2 separate regions of the Triticum aestivum genome follow, and region 2 is linked to region 1. Evidence: chromatin contacts called from public Hi-C data. All regions are on one chromosome and are shown on one strand. Each heading gives the region's core, a stretch centred on a gene start, on an enhancer-like site or on the middle of the called end of the contact. The rest is flanking DNA. Distances are from core to core; before and after follow the strand shown. Region 1 holds the start of LOC123188790 (probable tetraacyldisaccharide 4'-kinase, mitochondrial). Region 2 holds the start of LOC123188791 (potassium transporter 22).

Evidence for each region. A called contact is a pair of places that touch in the nucleus more often than the background predicts.
Region 2: a contact with region 1 is called in a Hi-C map of leaf, with 4 times the contacts expected there. The contact joins the promoter of LOC123188791 here to the promoter of LOC123188790 in region 1. A contact is called at or near these places in 2 of 5 Hi-C or Micro-C datasets (both in leaf).

Annotation. Positions count from the first base shown.
Region 1 is chr2A:396,587,914-396,592,388 of IWGSC CS RefSeq v2.1, forward strand. LOC123188790 (probable tetraacyldisaccharide 4'-kinase, mitochondrial) reads right to left here and starts at 3,013. Exons shown (of 7, transcript XM_044601037.1): 1 at 2,622-3,013; 2 at 2,166-2,393; 3 at 1,819-1,968; 4 at 1,214-1,423. The coding sequence starts at 2,921.
Region 2 is chr2A:396,852,456-396,856,981 of IWGSC CS RefSeq v2.1, forward strand. It overlaps LOC123188791 (potassium transporter 22), which reads left to right and starts at 2,540. Exons shown (of 3, transcript XM_044601038.1): 1 at 2,540-3,121; 2 at 3,661-4,002. The coding sequence starts at 2,758.

The DNA of each region.
Region 1 (4,475 bases), core at 1,763-4,262:
CTATGGACAGGGGTGCGTGGAAGCTTGCAATCCACGTGCCAGAGCCATGAGTTGGTTGCGAGATCTCTTGGGTTTCACCTCTAGCCTACCCCAACTTGTTTGGGACTAAAGGCTTTGTTGTTGTTGTTGTTGTTGTTGTTGTTGTTGTAGATTACTATCATTAGTGATTTTGCATCTCAGAATGTAGAAAAATTGAAGGTAATATGTATACATTATTTGATATGCTTGTGATTTTGGATGCACTTATTTTTTGGGGTCAAAAATTTTATCTACATGCGTTGATTCTAATTTAGACGTTTATACTAAGGGCCCCGCATTCTAGATTCGCCCCAGCCCCCTGAAATCTCAGGACCAGCCCTGGTTGGGTCCAATTGGTCCCTTGTGGCTGGTCGCGCGAGGGTTGATCTGTTGTGCACGTGTCTTGGTTCCCGTCCGACGACACCCTGCTGTATGTAATTGGCATCTTTTGCCGAGCCATATTCCCGTCCGACGACCCACTCTCTCTTCTCATCTCATCTCGGGGTCCTGGTGGGTTACGGCGTTCTGTGTGCTTGTGTGGCCGACTAGTGGGCATGTAGGCCAGAGGTAGTTTGGTGGCGTTGGTTGTAACGTGTGTCTAACAACCTTTGGTCATGGTCCTGTCTAGGTCTTGAGTGGTCGGTTGTTTAGCATATTTCCAGGCTTGTATATACTTTCTTTCTATCAATGCATCGAGACGCAAGCTTTGCGTTTTGTCAGATTTTTTTAAAATATATCGACTACAGATGTGGGGTGACTTGACTATGTATTGTTTGTTTGGCTGACCACCTTAGTCTTATGATACAGTGTGAGGTAGGCAGCTAAGCATGAAAAAAGGGCAACCTGGTGCATATAGCTCCCGCTTGCGCAGGGTCCAGGGAAGGGTCCGACCACTTTGGGTCTAGGTAGGCAGCTAAGCATGAATGAAGGAAAACATACAGGAACATCTTAAGGCTTTACATGAAACTTAATAAAGTTATCTGTAAATTCCAGTTTTGAGTTGGTGTGATACACCTAGGAAACATTAATTAAGTCTGATGATATACAAGCAGCAAAACATAGTGGCAATGAACCTCTATAAACACTTACACTGTCTTCTCAAAAAGAGTAGGATTACAACAGGCAGCATTCCATTTCAAGATAAGACACACCAAGCTAAAAGGGTCTAGACAAAGGAAGTGAGGGAAAAAAGTACCTCTCTGACTGTATGTATGAAAGCATCTGGGCAGCCAATCGCAGAAACACATAGCACAATCATGCCACCCAACACATTAAGAGATATTTTCTGTAATGGTTGATGAACCTCGAAAATATGTGATGGGGCCAATTTACTAAAGAACACTGAACATGTTGTGCCACTATCCTGGACTGTACGTGCAATTGTTTCCAGCTGCGCTTCACAAGCCTGTGTAATAGCAAATGGTAGTTCAGAGAACAACCTATGAGATTATTCATGTGCTTGAGGTAAAAGAGATACCAACATCTCTCATTTCTTGCAGTGCGGAATTCACTAATGGTTAAGCCCCACCTTTTCCGGATGCAATTTCAGTTAACAATGAGGGAAAGTAAGAAAGCACCTTGGATTATTTTAATTCTAAATTGTAAATTCTAAATACTTAGAATCACATGGTCGCTATAAATACATTTTTATGTGACAGCTTAAATTTGTGCTGGCTTACTTCAACATCACACTTTCAGTGCTTCATGTCAAGAACAATATCAGCCACTAAACATTTAATACTCAAACAGGAAACACAAATAAGTTACAAGAAAGTCTGAGTTACTGAGACTATCGTTTACCAGATCCGCATGATGAATAACCACTATATCAGCTCGAGTAAGTGCGCTCAACGGTTCCCTCATGGGTCCTCGTGGAATGAAATGAGTATTTCCCCAAGGTGTCAACCCATTGACCATCACAATCTCCACATCTCGAAGCAGACTCCGGTGCTGCCTACAAGAAACGATAGACAGAACCGAGAATACATACATGAGAACATGTGTTTCCTGAAGGAACAGCTATGCTTGACCATTATTAGTTTAAAAGATGCCACTGTTTAGCTATTTTCCAAGTAAGATTCCATGGTACTGATGGATTGATCCATATAAGTTGTCTATACAAGAAAAGAAAAACAAATACTTGATACCTGCATTCCGTCATCCAGTATAGCGACTCCAATTTTCGCACTTTTACCGCTTGCCACCCGGTTGCACCCTAACTTCTCCCGGCGGAAGGCATCACAAGGATCGACATGGCCATACTTTTGCAACATGGAAGAACCCACGGCAGCCCGGTTTGCGCCAACACCAATCTTGGTGGAAGTATCAGCAAGGCGCCTCCGGAGCATCTTAGATTCATCGCCACCCGCATAACCCTACAGCATCGAATTTTATGACTGATTTGTTCAAAGGTAGCATCACGAGAAATATAAATGAAGTATTGGAAATGAACTAGGTGACAGTGGCTAAACGTTAGTTTAGGACTGATGAAGAGACCCCATTTTTACTGAAAATTTTGTCTGCGTAACTAAATGATTGAATGAGAAACAATACAAATGTGAAGAAGTACAAGCAAGCAAGCAGCATTAGGAGGACGAGTTTACCCTTGTTAGGATGAGTGGCGAGATGCCCATACTGTGAAACCTGCGGGCCAGGAAGTCGACCATGGGTGTCTTTCCGTTGCCGCCCCAGGTGAGGTTTCCTACGCTGATGACGGGGACCGGTAGGGTCCGTCGCGAGCGTAGCGGAGAGGAGGAGAGGATGACGGGGAGGCGTAGGAGGGCGGAGGCGGCGGAGAGGAGAGGGAGGAGGAGTGCGCGGTGGAGGAAGGGGAGGTTAGGAACGGCGGCGTCCGGGGTGGCGGCGAGGCGGGCCAGGAGCTGCCGCGCCTTCTCCGTCGCCATCGGAGAGTCCCCGGGGTGGTCGCCGCCGCCTCTCCCCGGGTGACGAAGTGTTGGGCTGGGCCTTTTTCCCAATTAAGCCAGCTTGATTGAAACTCGGTATGCTGGGCTTAGACGGGGAATTAACAAAATCCATAGAAGTTGCTAAAAAAACCATAGAAAAAAAAGGAGAGCTGGTCGTTGTGAGAAAATCGGGGGGAGCCAACAGGAAAAAGAGAATACCATTCACTGGTTAAGTTGGGAGACATGGACACTCCCCAAAGGCATGGGTGGCCTAGAATTCAGGGACATGCATAGTTTTAACATGGCGATGTCGTCACGGCAAGGCTGGAGACTGCTTCAAAACCCCGACTCTCTATGTGGACGTATAATGAAAGTGCGGTCCCTCAGTTTCACTTGTTGGATGCAAAACCTAGAGATGGCATATCATATACCTGACGAACTATATTACGTGGCCTCGAGCTGATCAAGAAGGGTTATATCTGGAGAATCGATGATGGGTTAGGAGTCAACATCTGGTCTGACCCCTGGATTCCAAGGGCTTGGTCGCGACGGGTTATCACACCAAAAGGGCAGAACCTAATTACACAGGTCAGCGATCTTATTTGCCTGATTACGGGGTCTTGGGATGAGCAACTCGTCAAGGACACTTTTTGGCCGGATGATGTACGACACATTTTCCAGATTCCCCTGCGTGAATAAGTGAGCGATTTCATGGCTTGGCACTTTGACTCGAAAGGGAACCACACAGTGAAAAGCGCCAACAAACTATATGTACAGCTGCAGGAACAAGCAAAGAACGAGGCCCCAAGCAGTAGTACAATGGGGGCAGGGAGGTTGGATAGATGGGACGACCAGTCATGGCGGAGAATCTGGAAGCTGCCATGCCCACGTAAGATTCAGATATTTGCTTGGCGAGTCAAGCATGAGTCCCTGGCTTTCTGCACCAACTTGATGAGGAGAGGGGTCAAGCTTGAAAGCTCAAAATGCTTCTTCTGTGGGAGGGTGGATGAGGACGGGGCACACCTCTTTGTCAAGTGCAAGGCTGTCAAAGAAGTATGGAGGGCTATGAGCCTGGAGAAGATACGCGTGGAGCTGGAAGAACTTTCATCTAGGCATGCAGTTATGGATCTTCTATGGAGGTTAGATGAAAAAGTGTGTGTCCAAATCCTCACCTTCTAGTGGAATTGGTGGAACAAGAGGAATAAGATAAGGGAAGGGGAGCTTCCAATCACGGACAACGAGCTGGTTCATAGAGTGCAATGCAGTACGTTGAAATTTATGCAACTGTTCAGAACGAAGGGCAAGATACAGACAGTAAGCAAGTAGGCAGCGCCGGTTGAGGGCACTTTGAAAATTAATGTAAATGGAGCATATACACCGGGTGAGAATTTCATTGCATGGGGCGCGGTGGTCTGTGATGAGATTGGTGAGGTGGTGCTTGCTCGGGCTAGTAGAAAAAGAACAGATAGCATATTCATTTGGAGCCGAGGTAGCGACCATGTCTAAAGCAGTTGCCATGGCAGCTGACATTGGTGCCTTTCGAGTTGTCTTCGA
Region 2 (4,526 bases), core at 1,290-3,789, 260 kb after region 1:
GAGAAAGAAGAACAACGAAACAAATACTACATCTTCGCTTCGCCTTCAAACTTCTTGGCTGCAACCATTTCTTCTCGGGCACACTGAAGAGGAATTGCTTCACTTCAACAATATTTTAAGGGGTCAACTCCGCCACACAATCTTCTCGTTATAGTTTCTTCTTGAAACATACCCCTCTCTTCTCTGTAATGCAGATACTTCTCGGTGAAGTTCTTCAAACTTCACATCAGAATGTAGCATCCTTCTCGATACGTCAGGGACTATTGTTGTCTGTTTGCACTAGTAAACAAATATGTCCCTTACTGTTTCTGATAACAATCTCCAAAACCCAAGGGGGCAAACCATTGCACCAACATCTTGTTTATGCCCAAGCTGGACACCTACCCTTGAAGATTTAAAAGCAGGGATAAATCTTATCAAGACACAATTGGGTGTTCCTTTCTATAGAATTAATCATCTTAATCTCTTGGGCAATCTGGACCACGAGGAATGATTGTATTTTCAAGGGCATTGCGCCAAGCTTATATAATTGCAGGAGAAATTTAAGAAAGAGCTAAACTGGATTGAGATCGGAGCAACAAGGAAGAACTACAACAACTTGGAGAATTGGGTGAAGTCCTTTGTATAGCTTTGAGCCTTTGTCGCTCTTCTGGTGTTGTTGTTGTTGTTGTTGTTGTTGTTGTTGTTGTTGTTGCTTGTATAGTTTCTTTTTTCTTTTTTCGGACTTATTATTTTGTGAATTAATATAAAAAATGCAGCACAGTCATGATGTTTCCCTTAAAAGAAAAGCATGTCTTTTCTGTCTTGTTTTGAAAACTATATGGACTTGGTACGGATCATGTTGGTTTGATTCTTTATGGCTTTGTTGGCTAGCTAGCTGGGTGTCCCTTTCTGTCAACCTATCATGGTATGAACGCTTCTTCAGGCAGGATACATGATCCTGCACCTAGCCCCTAGTACCTAGCTAGAACAGTATGTCGCTACATGGATCCATGCGGCAACTAATTGGATATAAAGAGCATCAATGGATGAAAGTGAAGTCTCAAATCTGAATATAGTTATCAAATTATGCATATGCGTATCATGAAACAAGAGCCGGGTTTAAGCCATCCATGATTCATAGCTATACATACGTTGTCACATTTATTTAGTGGCAAACTCCGTCAAGCCACAAACAGTGTGGCGGGAAAATTGGTGACACAAGTTAGACAAAGTTTAACAAAAAATACTACAAGGCCTTCGCTGTGCTGGTTGAAAATCGCCGCTAAGAAAGTGTGCATGCCACAGTTATGACAGTGAAACAAATAATACAGTAGCCTTATGGAACTTGGCAAAGCGTCTTCTATGAACATGCCGCTAACTTGGATATTAAGATTTGCTTCTAACAATGAATTACTGTGCACCTTAATGGCTTGTTTCTTGGATAATTGAAGAAAATACATGGGAGAGATCACGTTCTTGAGGTCGCAATCTGATAAATTAGGCGTCGTGGGGCATCGCTTTGGTTGGCTAATGCGTTTGGTGCCTCGCGCTAGCTAACCATTCCCCGGTGTGTCCACTCTTAACTAACTTGGTAGCCTGTCCTTGGCTAACTTCAGTTGAATTAATCTGGTAAGCAAGCACACTTGCTTATCGGGGAAGAACCTACAGAGCAATACCTGGAACAATTAATAAATAATCAATAAGCTAGCTTGCATAAAATCTCCATAGAAATCTAGGACGTACTACTACAGATTAAGTGTTGAGTTGTTCAGAAAAAGGAAAGAAAAAAAGAGGATATGTCAGTGTTCTAAAAGGATACTGGTAATTTATCAAGGAAACTATAATGGCCTGTATGGCGCTTCCTGGGTACTACGTTCCTAGCTGAGGAAGAAGAGATTGTAAGAGCATAGTAGTGGGTTACTTGAGGAAAACAGAGCCATGTACAGATAAAGGCCAGACAGAAGAGAAACACCCCCGACTGAATCTTACCCCGAGGTCAATCAGTGGATCCGTCAGAAATGAAGGACGTATGCGTGTGGACGGAGAGCTACAAGAGATGATCGACGATCTTGCACCGCGGTCAATGAGTGGATCCAACATAGGTAGGTAGCGTTTTTCTCACTCGACGTAGGTACGTGCGGCGGACGTGAGGTCATGCATCTGAATCCAAGGCCTGTCTACGCGTGGTTGAATTCGTGGATCCACGCTGAAATGGACCGCGCGGTGATGGAAAGATATCGATTTTTGATTTCCTTTGGCGTAGCAACAGCTACATCAATGAATTGTGATCACACCCTTGTGGCCCGAGCCCGACGCTGACGCCATGAGCCGCGAAGGGTGATGGGCGAAAAGTAAGCCGCGGGCAGCTAGCCAAGCCAAGGCCATTGCGGGGACGGAATCTGTTGATCCATCAACGTCCATCTGAAAACGTATCCAGGTCGGGTCGCATAGCACAGCACCACGTATGTACTACTCCACATAAGTACTGTAGCAGCTTAATTAATTGCTGCCCTGCCGTTCACATACTCCAGCGATCGACAAGACAACTAGTACCGCGCGCTAACTCTAACCAGGGAGATGCCAATAGTAGTACTAGCTCATTATAAAAGGGAAGGTTGCATGGCGAGGCCATGAGAGGCTAGATCCATCCAGGAGCACAAGCTAGCTAGCTGGATATTGGCATGTTATTCCACGAGCTAATTAGTTACACACTTACTTCTTGGATCCTTCTCAACAATTAAGCTCAGTCATCTAGCCGGCTGGTAGCTAGGATCGATGGCTGAGCAGCAACAGAAGGGTGGTGATGATGAGGTGCTGGAGGTGGAGTGCGCGCTGGACATGCCGGAGGTGGTGCAGCGGCAGGACTCGCTGTACCGGGACGCCTCCCGGGCCGGCGGCGCCAGCCACCACGGCCATGAGCGGTGGGGCAAGACGCTGCGCCTCGCGTTCCAGTGCGTCGGCGTGCTCTACGGCGACATCGGCACGTCGCCCCTCTACGTCTACTCCAGCACCTTCACCGCCGGCGTCCGGCACACCGACGACCTGCTCGGCGTCCTCTCCCTCATCATCTACAGCTTCATACTCTTCACCATGGTCAAGTACGTCTACATCGCCCTCCGCGCCAACGACGACGGAGACGGTACGCACGCACGCAGATTTCCTTCCTCGCTTCATCTTCTTCCTCTTTCTTCTTTCTTTGTACTAGTAGATCATAGTAATTAGATTGCGCGACGTGTTACACGTACGTACGCTGCACCTAGCTAGCTAGCTATCTTAGCATGCAACAAATTGACGCAGCATCTGCATGTACCAACAGCTTATTTGGACCCCCGACCCAACGGCAAAATTGATCGTTTGGTGCATGCATGGTACACCACCGTCTCTTGTCGTCTCTTCCTAAAAACACAAGGTTTTCCAAACTCAAGTGGGTCAAGTGGCCGTACGTGCATGTGTTTGTTTGTTGTTTATTACTGTATAATTATTATTAACACAGAGCTACTACTAGTTGATATTGTAGTTAGTGATCAACGTGATACTTCTCATATTGTCCATCATATTAATATAAATAATCCTACGATCGAGCACATGCATGGGAATGTTTGTGGTGATTTTAGTTAGCATGCATGAGTAGATACCAAAGGCCCAAATTAAAGAGGCTGTTGCATGACATGCATGCAGGCGGTACGTTCGCGCTCTACTCTCTCATCTCGCGGCACGCCAAGGTGAGCCTGGTGCCGAACCAGCAGGCGGAGGACGAGCTGCACATCCTGGAGCAGGACGACCCCAAGTCCTTCAGCCGGCGGCGCGCCCTGGCCACGCTGCAGCTGGCCTCGCCGGCGGCGTACCGCGCGCAGCGGGTGAAGGAGCTCCTGGAGACGAGCAAGCCCGTGCGCATCTCGCTCTTCCTGCTCACCATCCTCGCCACGGCCATGGTGATCAGCGACGCCTGCCTGACGCCGGCCATCTCCGTGCTGTCCGCCGTGGGAGGGCTCAAGGAGAAGGCGCCGCACCTCACCACAGGTACGCACCATGCATATATTATATCTTTCAGTCTACCTTGTACAGCATACGTACGTACTAGCGCCTAGCTAGAGGCATCAATATCATACATACAACTCGATCAGCCGGCCGCGCGCCTATTGCTATGGGTAACAAGTGTGAACGCGATCGACGACCAGCTAGCTGGAGTGTAGCGTGGCGTGATCTAGATGCAACGCAGCATAGATAGAGCAGCGAGGAAAAGCAAAAATCATTTGAGGCGGGCATATTAATTGATGCGAGAAAAACAGCATACATCCGTCCATGTCCGCCATTTCTTTTTCCGATGGGTCAGTGTGTAGTATGTGGGCAGGTAGGTCTCTTGTAGTCCAGCCGTCCAGGCATGATTAAGTGAGACGACTTTGTCGATGGCGCCGTCGCCATCCAGCAGTTATCGGTCCATCGGTATGTATAGTTGTATATATAGTGGTGTTTACGCAGCCTCACTGCTATCCACACGTACGAGTACGAGTACAGGCTCGACAGACATACTAGTACCGACATCT